Linked DNA regions of Mus musculus: region 1 is linked to region 2. The links are chromatin contacts, called in public promoter capture Hi-C maps. All regions are on one chromosome and are shown on one strand. The core of a region is the stretch at or near the end of the contact, and the rest is flanking DNA. Distances in the headings are between cores, read along the strand shown. Region 1 holds the start of Spata2 (spermatogenesis associated 2). Region 2 holds the start of Zfp335 (zinc finger protein 335).

Region 1 (5,472 bases), core at 1,039-3,538, 2.6 Mb after region 2:
CACAGTCCAAACATGCATGAAAACAAAATACCCAATCACATAAAATAAAAATAATGAAAGAAAATTTAAAGTGGAAAGATTAAGAGAAAGTCATGCAATCTCTGGCTTCCTCTTTGGCTAGATGCACAGGTGTGAACACCAGAAAACAACCACACAAAGCGGGGTAAGAGAATGAAACAGTGAACAAGGGCCTACTACGTTCCAAGTGGCACGACAGGCTCCCCAGTTTAATCACATCTGCCACTGCATCCTTGAAGCAATTGGGGAAACAGAGGCTCAGCTGCAATCAATGTCTCTGGCAGAGCCAAAAGGGCCAACAGGCCCCAAGAACTGACTTCCTCTCATTCAGCTCACTTGTTTCTGGCTACAATTGGTACCAATTACAAAGGGGTCACCACAAGCAGGCCCCGTGCCAGCTGCTCAAAAATCAGTAAGATCCATAGGATGACTCTAATATTTCAGAAGAAACTGAAGTCACAGGGCCAAGAAGGAGCGGATCTGAGACCTGGATTTGAATCTAACCCTAGGCAAAAGCCATCTTCTTGCTGCATCTTCTGGACTGGGCTCCTTGAGAGGCTTGGTCAGTCAAAACGCCCTATGGCTGGGAAGCAAAGTCTGGTAGTAGCAAAACTGCCATCTTCCCACACCAATCTCTTTGTGATGTAAGCTCAAAAGCCCAGGAGAAAGGCTGGCCAGAGACCAGCCAGCAGTGAGGCAGTTACATCATCCCTGCTGAATAAGAATACAGGCTGCCTTGTGGCTGGCCCTAACTGCTGTCTTTTCTGAGCACAGAGCCAGCAATTTATTCCCAACACTCTAGAAAACACAACAAAAAACACGTTCTTTGCTAAACACAGCCTGGTTACTGGAGAGCAAGACAGCCCAGAGACAGAAGCTGTTAATTTCTCCAAGCAACCCAATGACTGGAATGCCAAGCCATACCAGGCTGGCAGGGGGAAAAAAATAAAGCTCTGTGAATATCCGGAACACATAAGCAGAAGGATGCTTAGTGCCATCGGCTCTGGGTGGCACCTCCTGCACTTATCTGGGCCCCTTTGTAAAGCAATTCAGTGAAGACGAGGCTGGCGCACAGTCGCCAGGACCCAGTGTGGAAAGCTGAACGCATTTAAAATTCAGCTAAACAGAACCAAAATAATCCGGGAAGGAGAGCAATGGTTCACCTTTATCTTTGCTGGCCCACTCAAGAAAAATAAGCCCCGTGGCAACGCTGAAATGCATTCCCTCTCTATACTGGCACATGCTATTTGGGTCCCAGTTCTCCAACTACATGTTTACACATCCCTGATCCAGCTTCAGTCTCCACACAGGATCAGGGATGTGGCTCTACCACCGTTCCCTCCTCCCAACCTCTATGCATTCATTCTAAGCAAGAGGCTCCCAGATCCACCCCTGGCATCTCCTACTGGCTGTAAAACAATACAAGGGCCCTACACCCCTACTAGCCTACAGAAACACTGCCACCGGGGCCTTCCAAAGCTCTGAAAACAACCTTGGCTGTGCTGGAGCCTGGCTTCCCTCCCCGGAGAGCCTCTCTCGGTTCTGAAGGGAGCCAAGTCCCCTCTCTACAGGGAATGTAAACCTGTGGCGGCTACTCCAAGCTCTGCGAGCCGTCTTCCTCTGACCGACATGGCAGCGGGGAAAACGCCCAAGCTCAAAGGAAGGAGTTCCCACTGGTGGTGTCTTTTGTCGGTGGTGCTGGGGACTAGGGTCAGAACCCAGGGCATCGCACAAACTGGGCAAGCTCTCGCAAACGCCCCTCCGTCTGTCACTGAAATACCGGGACCTGTCATAACATCGCTGCTGCACCCCGACACCGTGCAACACCCGGGTCCTCTTTCCACGCCCACCGCGGGCCCGGAAGGCCGCCGCGTCCCTCCTCCATAGACCGGGAGACCAAGGATCCCGAAGCAGAGCGACTCAGCCAAGGTCACTCGGTAAATCCAAAGCTAGATCAGCCTCCCCTCCCTACTGAGAGCCATAGCGCGGTGCCTGCCCCCGGGGGCGCCGGGGGCGCCGGGGGCGCGTGTGCCATCACCGGGGAGCCAGTGCTGCGACCAGCCGCCCGGAGCCGCCGCGGCCGCGGGACAGAGCCGAGGGCCTGGCCGGTGACAGCGCGCGCAGGGGTCCACCCTCCTGCCCCACCCGCACTCACCCACCGCTGCCTGCCAGGAAAGCGAGCGCCTCCAAAGCACAGGCCCACACGGCCCGGCCGCTCCCGCCGGCTCCGGGAACCGAGAACAGTACCGGGGGCAAAAGCAGCCCGGAAGTATTTGTTCCGGAAGTGACGCACGAAGGCGGGCCCTGAGGAAGGCTGGATCGCGGCTGCGCGCTGGGCCCAGGCGTGAGCGGCGGAAGCCTGTGGCGAGCTGGTGTACGCGAGGAACGGAGAGGCGGCGGCAGTAGGCGGAGGGCAAGCGCTTCTCCGTAGAACCGGACCTCACTCCTAGGGACCGCGGGGAGGCACGAGCGGAACCCGGAAGCAAATTAACTGGAAGTGACGCGCGGAGCTTCACCGACGCTGGCTGGCCGGGTTGTCATGGAAACAGGTTGCTGAGCGAGCGGGGAGATTGGTTTTTGTTTTCTTGGGGTTTTTTTTCACCTCATCAACTTCCCCTTGGTCAGGACAGTGCTGGAGAGCCCGGACTGACAGGAAGACCTGCGATCCCATTTCAATGAAGGAACGACGGAGGTCATGCGAGACTGGAGAGGGCCTTGGGTGTTACTGCTGGCTATGGAGGTTAAGGATGCCGGTGGGGTGGGGTGGCGGGGTCAAAAAGGCTTAGGAGAGGGCTCTGCAGTTTGCACTTGTTGCTTGCAGAGTACCTGGGTTCCGTTCCCAGCACCCACGTGGCGGGTTACAACCATCCATTAACACCAGTACCAGCGGATCTGACCTCTCACCTCCACGGTTATCTGGCATGTACGTGATGCACATAGGTAGATTCAGGCAACATGCTCATATAGGTAAAAGGAAATTGCTACATAGGGAAACTCTTTCTCAAGTAATAACTGGGCATTATTATTATTAATGGAAATAGTAGATTCCTATTAATTCATAGACGACCTCACTGTGTGGTTCTGTAATCCTAACTATTTGGAAAGCTGAGTCAGGAGGAGTGTGAGTTTAAAGCTAGGGTGAGTAACTTATCGAGCTCCTCCCTCAAAAAAATAAATAAATAAATAAAAGGTTGGAGCTGCAGCCCAGTCCTAGAACCCTTGTCTAGATTGTGTGTATTTCCTGGGTTCCATTCCAAACAAGGAAAAAAAGAGGGTGGGGAGACACCCAGTGTGGACTTAACTGGCTACTAGCAGTGTGTCCTTGATCTTGCCACTTAGTCTCTGACCTGCATCATAATACCTGCTAAAAGCAATAGCAACAACAACAATAATAATACCAGCTCCCTGGTGAGATGTAGCCAGAATGAATTACATAGAAACTGCTAGCCAGGCAGTGGTGGTGCATGCCTTTAATCCCAGCACTTGGGAGGCAGAGGCAGGCAGATCTCTGAGTTCGAGGCCAGCCTGGTCTACAGAGTGAGTTCCAGGACAGCCACGGCTATACAGAGAAACCCTGTCTCAAAAAAACCAAAAAGAAAAAAAAAAAAAGAAAAGAAAAGAAAAGAAACTGCTTAGTTGGCCGGAGAGATGGCTCAGTGGTTAAGAGCAATGACTGCTCTTTGGAAGGTCCTTAGTTCAAATTTGAGCAACCACATGGTGGCTCACAACCATCCGTAATGAGATCTGATGCCCTCTTCTGGTGTGTCTTGAAGACAGCTAGTGTACTTACATATAATAATAAATAAATCTTTGGGCCAGAGTGAGCAGAGGTCCTGAGTTCAATTCCCAGCAACCACAAGATGGCTCACAACCATCTGTACAGCTACAGTGTACTCATATACATAAAATAAGTAAATAAATCATTTTTAAAAATTAAAAAAAAAAGAAACTACTTAGTGGGGCTGGAGAGATGGCTCAGTGGTTAAGAGCACTGCCTGCGGTTCCAGAGGTCTTGAGTTCAATTCCCAGCAACCACATGAAGAAGCTCATAGCCATCTATAATGGGATCTGATGCCCTCTTCTGGCATGCAGGTGTACACTCATAAATCTTTAAAATAATAATAATAGAAACTGCTTAGTTCACAGTGAGCACAGGCACCAAGGCCCTAAAGGACTTGATGTTAGAGATGGGTAGTCTAGGTCAGTCAAGAGCTTGGTGTTAACCTGCTGGCCTGGAACTCATTTGCAGTCCAGGCTACTCTTCGACTCGTGGAGCTCAGCCTGCCTCTTATCTCCTGAATGAAGCTGGAGTTTTAGTTCCCTAATCATGGAAACCAGGTGGGCAAAACAATCGCTGATTTTCCTGCAGGACCTGCACAGTCTACACCTGCTGACAGCTTGCCACCTGACTCTTCACAGCTTTCTCTAAACCCCTAATTGCCACATTTAGTGGCAACTCCCTGAGATGAACTGCAGAGGACCTGGGTTCCCCAGATCCACATGCCAGACCCAGGGAATTAGACACCCGCTGGCTGGCTGGCCTCTGAGGGCATTGCACACATGTGGTGCACAGACATACATTCAGACCAAAAAAAAAAAAATGTTCATACACACAAAATAATTTTTTGTTGTTTTTGTGAGAGAGGGTTTCTCTGTGTAGCCCTGGCTGTCCAGGAACTCACTCTGTAGACCAGGCTGGCCTCGAACTCAGAAATCTGCCTGCCTCTGCCTCCCAAGTGCTGGGATTAAAGGCATGCACCACCACTACCCAGCTACAAAATAAGTTTTAAAATGTAAGACATTAAGCATCATTTGTCATTGACTGGACTTTTGGTTTTTTTCTTTTTTTCAAGACAGTCTCTCTGTAGCCCTGGCTGTCCTGCCTGGAACTCACTCTGTAGACCAGGCTAGGCTCAAACTCAGAGAGAGCCACCTGCCTCTGCCTCCTGAGTACTGGGATTAAAGGTGCGCACCACTACATCTCGCTTTTTCATCCCTCTGGCCTCCCCATCCCTGATACCAGGCTGTAGATGCCCTACCCAGCACCTCTCCCTGTCTTGCTTACTGGTGTCCAGCCTCAACTCAGTCCTGTTTTCTTTCTGAAGTTCTGATTTGTCCAGCCAGAGGTCTAGGGCCTGTCTCTTGTGGCTCCTCACAGCACCCATAGATAATCTGATGTCAGCTCTCAGCACAGCAGGTCACATATGTATTCATCCGAGGTCTGCGCCAGGCTCTGAGTTCCTCTCCATCTTCTTCCCCAGGAGCTGCGTGCATGTCTGACTGGGGGCAGTCCAGCTGGAGCTCTTTGACTGCAGTAGTCACTCTCTGAGAGCCATGGCAGTACCAACAGTATAGTGCCAGTGGCTTCTCAGAAGCTTCGTGTGATCCACATGCGAGCGTAGGGGCAGAGCCTGTACTGCTTTCTTAAGTGAGCCGATTCCATTCCTAGCTCTC
Region 2 (5,479 bases), core at 1,498-3,997:
CTCCCTACTTCTGAGCACTGTGACATCCTGGCATCATACTAAGAACTTACAGTGACGTTGTACTTGATACTTGTGTTGTTTCCCACTAGGAGACAGTTGTCAGTTCCCTTTACACACTCCACAGTCAGGTAAGTTCATCTTCACTCATTCATTGACACAGATGGCTGTGGGATTGGACAGGGCCACACCCTCTCCCTACTCACTCTGGATGAGGTCTGGACCAATGGTAGATTCGATGATCTTGTCAATGGCAGAGCCTAGGTCTGAAGAGGAGGCTGTGCAGTCAGACACCAGCATGCTGGGGTCTGGGAGAACACTGGAATGCACCAGAGCTGGGGGGCCACCAGGCATCTCTGCTACTGGTCCCCGGGACACAGAAGATGAATCAGGGAGGCAGCCATGAGGCAAAGGGTCTGTTGAGATGCTCTCAGATACCTCCTCCTAGGTGTAGAAAGCAGAGGGCAGTTCAGGAGCCAGGCGTGAGGCAGGACAGAGCAGCCTGTAGATACCCCAGAAACAACAAATAAAGCCACCCACCCACATTTCAGCCTTACAGAGGCCCAGGAGGGTTCTCCTGTGAGGGCCCACAGATATAGTCAGGAACTACCCCAGGGGGGAAAGCAGCAGCTCTCTAGACCACAGGCCACAGCCAGGAGGCACAACTGTCACTGGGCTTTTGCATCAACCACTCCCCCTGCTGCACTCTCTTCCATGATCACTACCCAGCTTTCTCACAGCCATTTAGGCACTGCCCCCTCTAGAGGGCAAGCTGGACCTTACTCAGGACCTTTCTGCTCCTGCACACTTCCCTTCAGAGACCAGTCACCTCACCACACTGGAATGACAACAGGTTGGGTCTACTCTCTGAGAAGAGAAGCTTTCCTCTATGGACCCAGTTCCTCAGCACAATCCCAGCCCACCCCCGCACCTCAACATTTTCCACACCAATCTGTGTTCTCTGCAAGGACCTGGACCACACCTGTCCTGTCCCTAGCAGTAACCCTGTAATATAGCATAAGTTAGACCCCCAGGGTAGGCCCACTTCTGCTGACATAATGAAACCCTAAACTGCACACCCAGGGCCACTACTTCATATCTCCATCAAGTGGAGTCCAGATACAATCCCCATCTCGCAAAATTACTTATGAAGCTACCAGAGATGACTATGTTTCTAATTTTCACTTAACAGAGAAGATGAGGGCTAGAACCTGGGTAACCTGCTCAAATCACAAAGTAATGGGTCAGGAAAACATGGCTCAGTTTCCCCTTACAGCCTAGCACCCATAGAACCCGGCCCTCCCGTTCCATTTGACAGATGGGAAGACTAAGATAACTGAGATGGATCAACATTTGAACCGGGCTCATGGAGCCTGAGGGCTCTGGGTAAGACCATGGATAATTCTGGCTCTGTCGATAGCAAGCACGCTCTGCCTCAGTTTCCCTTTCTGAAGATTCTGGAAACAAGTGGTTTAAGTATGTCTCTTAGCCATGGGACTTGTCAAAACCGACCACAGCAGTTTGGCATGGCATGGCTTGGCGTCTGCCTCAAAAACAGTTATTTTCTACAAGTAGGCTTTGCTGACGGTCCCCCTGCCCACACCATCCACACTGATCCATACCACAGAGTGGTTGCCACCGTCCGAGCTCTGCCCGACGCCAGAGTCGTCAGCCTCCGTTAATCCTGGGACGGTCGCAGCGTCGCTGCTGTCCGCGGACACAGCTTCCGAGGTGCACACACCCAGGCCGCTCTCAGAAGGCTCCTCAGGCTGGCCGGGCCGAGGGGCCGCGTCGCTACTGCTCTCCACCTCGTTCTCCTCCATTGGTTCTGGGGACCGACTGACAGCGAAGCGCGGGGTTTGAGGCTTTCACTCTGCTGGGCGATACGACCATGGTTGCAACAAGTGGTCCACCTTTCGGGCCCGGCCAAGCAGAACCCACCCAGATGCACCGGTGTGCCCATTCTGCAGATGCAAAGACTGAGCATCGGACTAGATGGGACGGGGTTTCCTGGAAAGGGAACCTTCCAGAAAAGAATAGGGACGCCTGGCCTCTCAGGCTAGGACCCTTTGGGAAGAAGGGTGGTCCCGGTGGGTGATCACGGCTCCTTGCTCCTCCCAGAGGCATGAATCGACCCTGGGCGGACACAGCGGCCCGGCGCTCCGGCCCCCGTGTCCCCTCGGATGAGGAGCCGGTGGTACAGCCCGCAGGCCCCCGGGGTCAGTGGTTCACTCCCCCTCCCCGGACTCCCCTGCGGAGGGGGCTGACAGCGACGGTCGCGGGGCCTGGTGTCTCGGGGCTGTCCCCGGCGCTGCCTGAGCTCCAGGCCCGGCGCCATCTTGTGGCGGCGCTGGGTTTCCGCTCAGGCAAATGCGAGAGCGGCTAAAGGGCCTGGGACCCCGGGGCCCTGTTCGGACAGCCCCGCCGGCCCGGGAGTCCGCCACCCGGCAGCCTCGCGGCAGGGCCCCGGTGCACGGCAGTGTGCGGAGGGGCAGCCCGCCTCCGGCTGCCGCTAACCTGAGCCTCTGGCTGCTGTGTCGCTCTCCGACTCCGGCATCGACGAGGTCGCCATCCTCTCACCCCCGTCGCGGAGGAACCCATCGGCCGCCCTCGAACCGGAACTACTTCCGCCGCCGTCCCCCCGGGAGAGAGAGATCTGCGGGGTTTCAGAAGGCCTCTCGGAGGACTCAGAGCCGTCGTCGGGTCCAGGAGGACTCTAGAAGTCACATGCTGCCCGGTGTTAGGGCTGAGGTCAGCTGGGTACGGGGACTACTTTTTCGTGTGGCGGAGGGCTACACGGGAAGTGGCATGACGTCACGCAGGTCCCAGCCCGGACTCGCCGGACAAGGCGCGGCGGAGGCGCCCGGCTCTCGTGGGTGTGGCCCCCAGCGTCTAGCCACACCTCCAGGGGTCGCTTAGAGAACCGTCGCGACCTGGGATGGTTTAGAGGTGTCCAGAGGGGAGGGAACGTCAGTCATTTTCCTGGTTTTTCACCTGTAGCTTAAAGCTCCACTCGAGCCAGATCGGGTTCTCCCGGGTTGGGCTTGCTGTGCCGTAGTACAGATGGCAAAACCGAGGTTTGAGGACAGGAAAGGCTGGTCAGGAATCACAACTAAGGCGACTTGGGGGATCGGGTAATGGCAGAGGTCAGGGATGTTTGAAGAAGAGTTAATGCTTAGGCCACGGTGCACTTCGCAGCTGTATTTCTTACTAGGACTGGAGGGCCAGACACCCAGCTGTCCTCTGATCAGTGTAGGTGTGTTTAGAAGTTGGGGAATTAGCTCAGTGGCAAACACGAGGCCCTGCGTCCTATTCCTAGCATACACACGCGCTCATAGACGCGCATGCACGCACGCAGGCAGTGTTAGGTATTTTTAGAAGTCTACAGTCCTTGGGCCCAGTGTGGTGGTGGCTCATGCTTTTAATCTAGCACTCCGGAGAGGCAGGCTAACCTCACTTGACTTACATAGACCAGCTGGAGCTATGTAGTAAGTTTTTCCCAGAAACCACATGGTAAAAGGAGAGAACCGTCTCTTCCAGGCTGTCCACCCACCTCCACGCGCTCTTAGTGTCATGTGTGCACTTACAGACATAACAATAAATACATGCTTAAAGCCGGGCCCTGGTGCTGCACGCCTTTGAGTCCTAACACTTGGGAGGCAGAGGCAGGCGGATTTCTGTGAGTTTGAGGCCAGTCTGCTCTACATAGTTCCGGAACAGCCAGGTCTACATAGCGAGACCATATCTCAAAACAGAAAAGAGAAGAGAAGAAGAAAAGAAAAAAAAAAGAGAGAAAGAAAAGGAAATGGAAAGAGCCAGGGAGTGGTGGCACACACCTTTAAACCCAGAAATGGAAAGGCAGAAACGGGTGGATCTCTGTGAGTTCAAAGCCAGCCTGGTCTACAGAGTTAGTTTCAGGACACAAAAACCGTGTACTAAAAAAAAAAAAAAAAAAAAAAAAAGCGGGGCGGTGATGGCACACTCCTTTAATCCCAGCACTTGGGAGGCAGAGGCAGGCGGATTTCTGAGTTCGAGGCCAGCCTGATCTACTGAGTGAGTTCCAGGACAGCCAGGGCTACACAGAGAAACCCTGTCTCAAAAAATAAACAAACAAAAAAAAAAGAGGAGAAGAAAAATGAATTCAGTGAAAAGGACAAGTGGCTTTGAGTTATCACTAGCACCTGGACACAAGGGCTCCTACGCTCTTGTCACAGAAAGTTCTCCCTTCCTCGTGTTTCCTCTTTGATAGAAATAGACCAAGAGGCCTGTGGAGGAGGCCCATCCTCACTGTACCTCCTTCCCACCCAGCATTATCAGGCCTCTAGAACAATCCTTGAGACCTACATTTGGGCTAGCTTCATGGCGGGTTGGTTTTAACAACTTCTTTATATCCTTCCTGTATCCTACTGGATGCCTTCTGTCTCTTGACAAGGTCACTTAGGCCAGGACATCCAGGGGTGGTCGCACTGAGCTCATAGCCATCACATCTTCAGCCAGCCCAGCTGAAGTCCAGCCCTAACCAGGGGACAGGATTCCAGAAGATCCTGGTCTAGAGAGACACTAGCAGCTTCACCATAGAACAGAAAGGGGCGGGGCCAAGAGAGGCAGCTGTGGCTCAGGTTCTCAGGGCTGCTGGTTTTGTTTGCTCACCCTCTGCTTCCTGCCTCTGTTGGCTTGGGTTTGGGGAACTGCATGAGAGTTGGCTCAGTGACTATGACATAGACTCTTCCTGCAGAAGGAGCAAGTTTAGTTCCCAGCAGCCACTTCTGATGGCTACAGCTAACCAATAACTCCAGCTCCAGGGGCATCCTCTTCTGGCCCTTCTTGGACAACTGCAGTCACTTGTACATACCTCTACACAGACATGCATGCACATAATAAGTGTTAAATAATGGAGATAAAACAAAAAGGTATGTGCACATAGACACCTACACCCTGGGTCTATTGAGACCTAGGTTGGCCTTGAACTTGCTGCTTAGCCAAGGCTGACCATGACCTCCGAATACTCCTGCCTCTACCTCCCAAGGGCCTGAATTGTAGGTATGAGCCACTAAGGCCAGTTCAAACCCTGGTTTTCTCACTGCCAATCAAGGGTTCTCAGCAGAACATGTTGTCAGAAAAAATTCTGCAAGTGGAGAAGACAGCTGCTCTCACCTAAAGGACATTAGAGTGGACAGTTGAGAAAACAGAAGCCAAGAAGGAAGAGGAGGAACCGTACCAGGTGCTGTAGGGATGTGTCAGTGTCATTTTAAACAGTCTCACTGTGTAACCCACACTCCTGCTTCTCCCTCCTGAGCATCAGAATTACAGATGCATCTCACCGGGCCCCGCACTTCATAGCATCTGAAGTGAGAATGGCTCCTGTAGGCTCCTATATCTGAATGCTTGGTTCCCAGCTGGTGGAATTGGTTTGGGAGGGATTAGGGGTTATGGCCTATTTGGAAGAGGCGTGTCATTGAGAGGTGGGCTTCGAGGTTTCAAA

The links. Capture Hi-C pulls out chosen DNA fragments and counts their contacts.
Region 1: a contact with region 2 is called in a promoter capture Hi-C map of liver, with 2.3 times the contacts expected there. The contact joins the promoter of Spata2 here to the promoter of Zfp335 in region 2. A contact is called at or near these places in 1 of 39 promoter capture datasets (liver) and 1 of 9 other capture datasets (liver).

The regions. Positions count from the first base shown.
Region 1 is chr2:167,490,586-167,496,057 of GRCm38.p6, forward strand. Spata2 (spermatogenesis associated 2) reads right to left here and starts at 2,289. Exons shown (of 3, transcript NM_170756.2): 1 at 2,174-2,289. It also overlaps a transcript of Rnf114 not described here.
Region 2 is chr2:164,909,003-164,914,481 of GRCm38.p6, forward strand. It overlaps Zfp335 (zinc finger protein 335), which reads right to left and starts at 2,748. Exons shown (of 28, transcript NM_199027.2): 1 at 2,515-2,748; 2 at 1,620-1,870; 3 at 204-441. The coding sequence starts at 1,820. It overlaps Zfp335os (zinc finger protein 335, opposite strand), which reads left to right and starts at 2,431. Exons shown (of 2, transcript NR_166490.1): 1 at 2,431-2,748.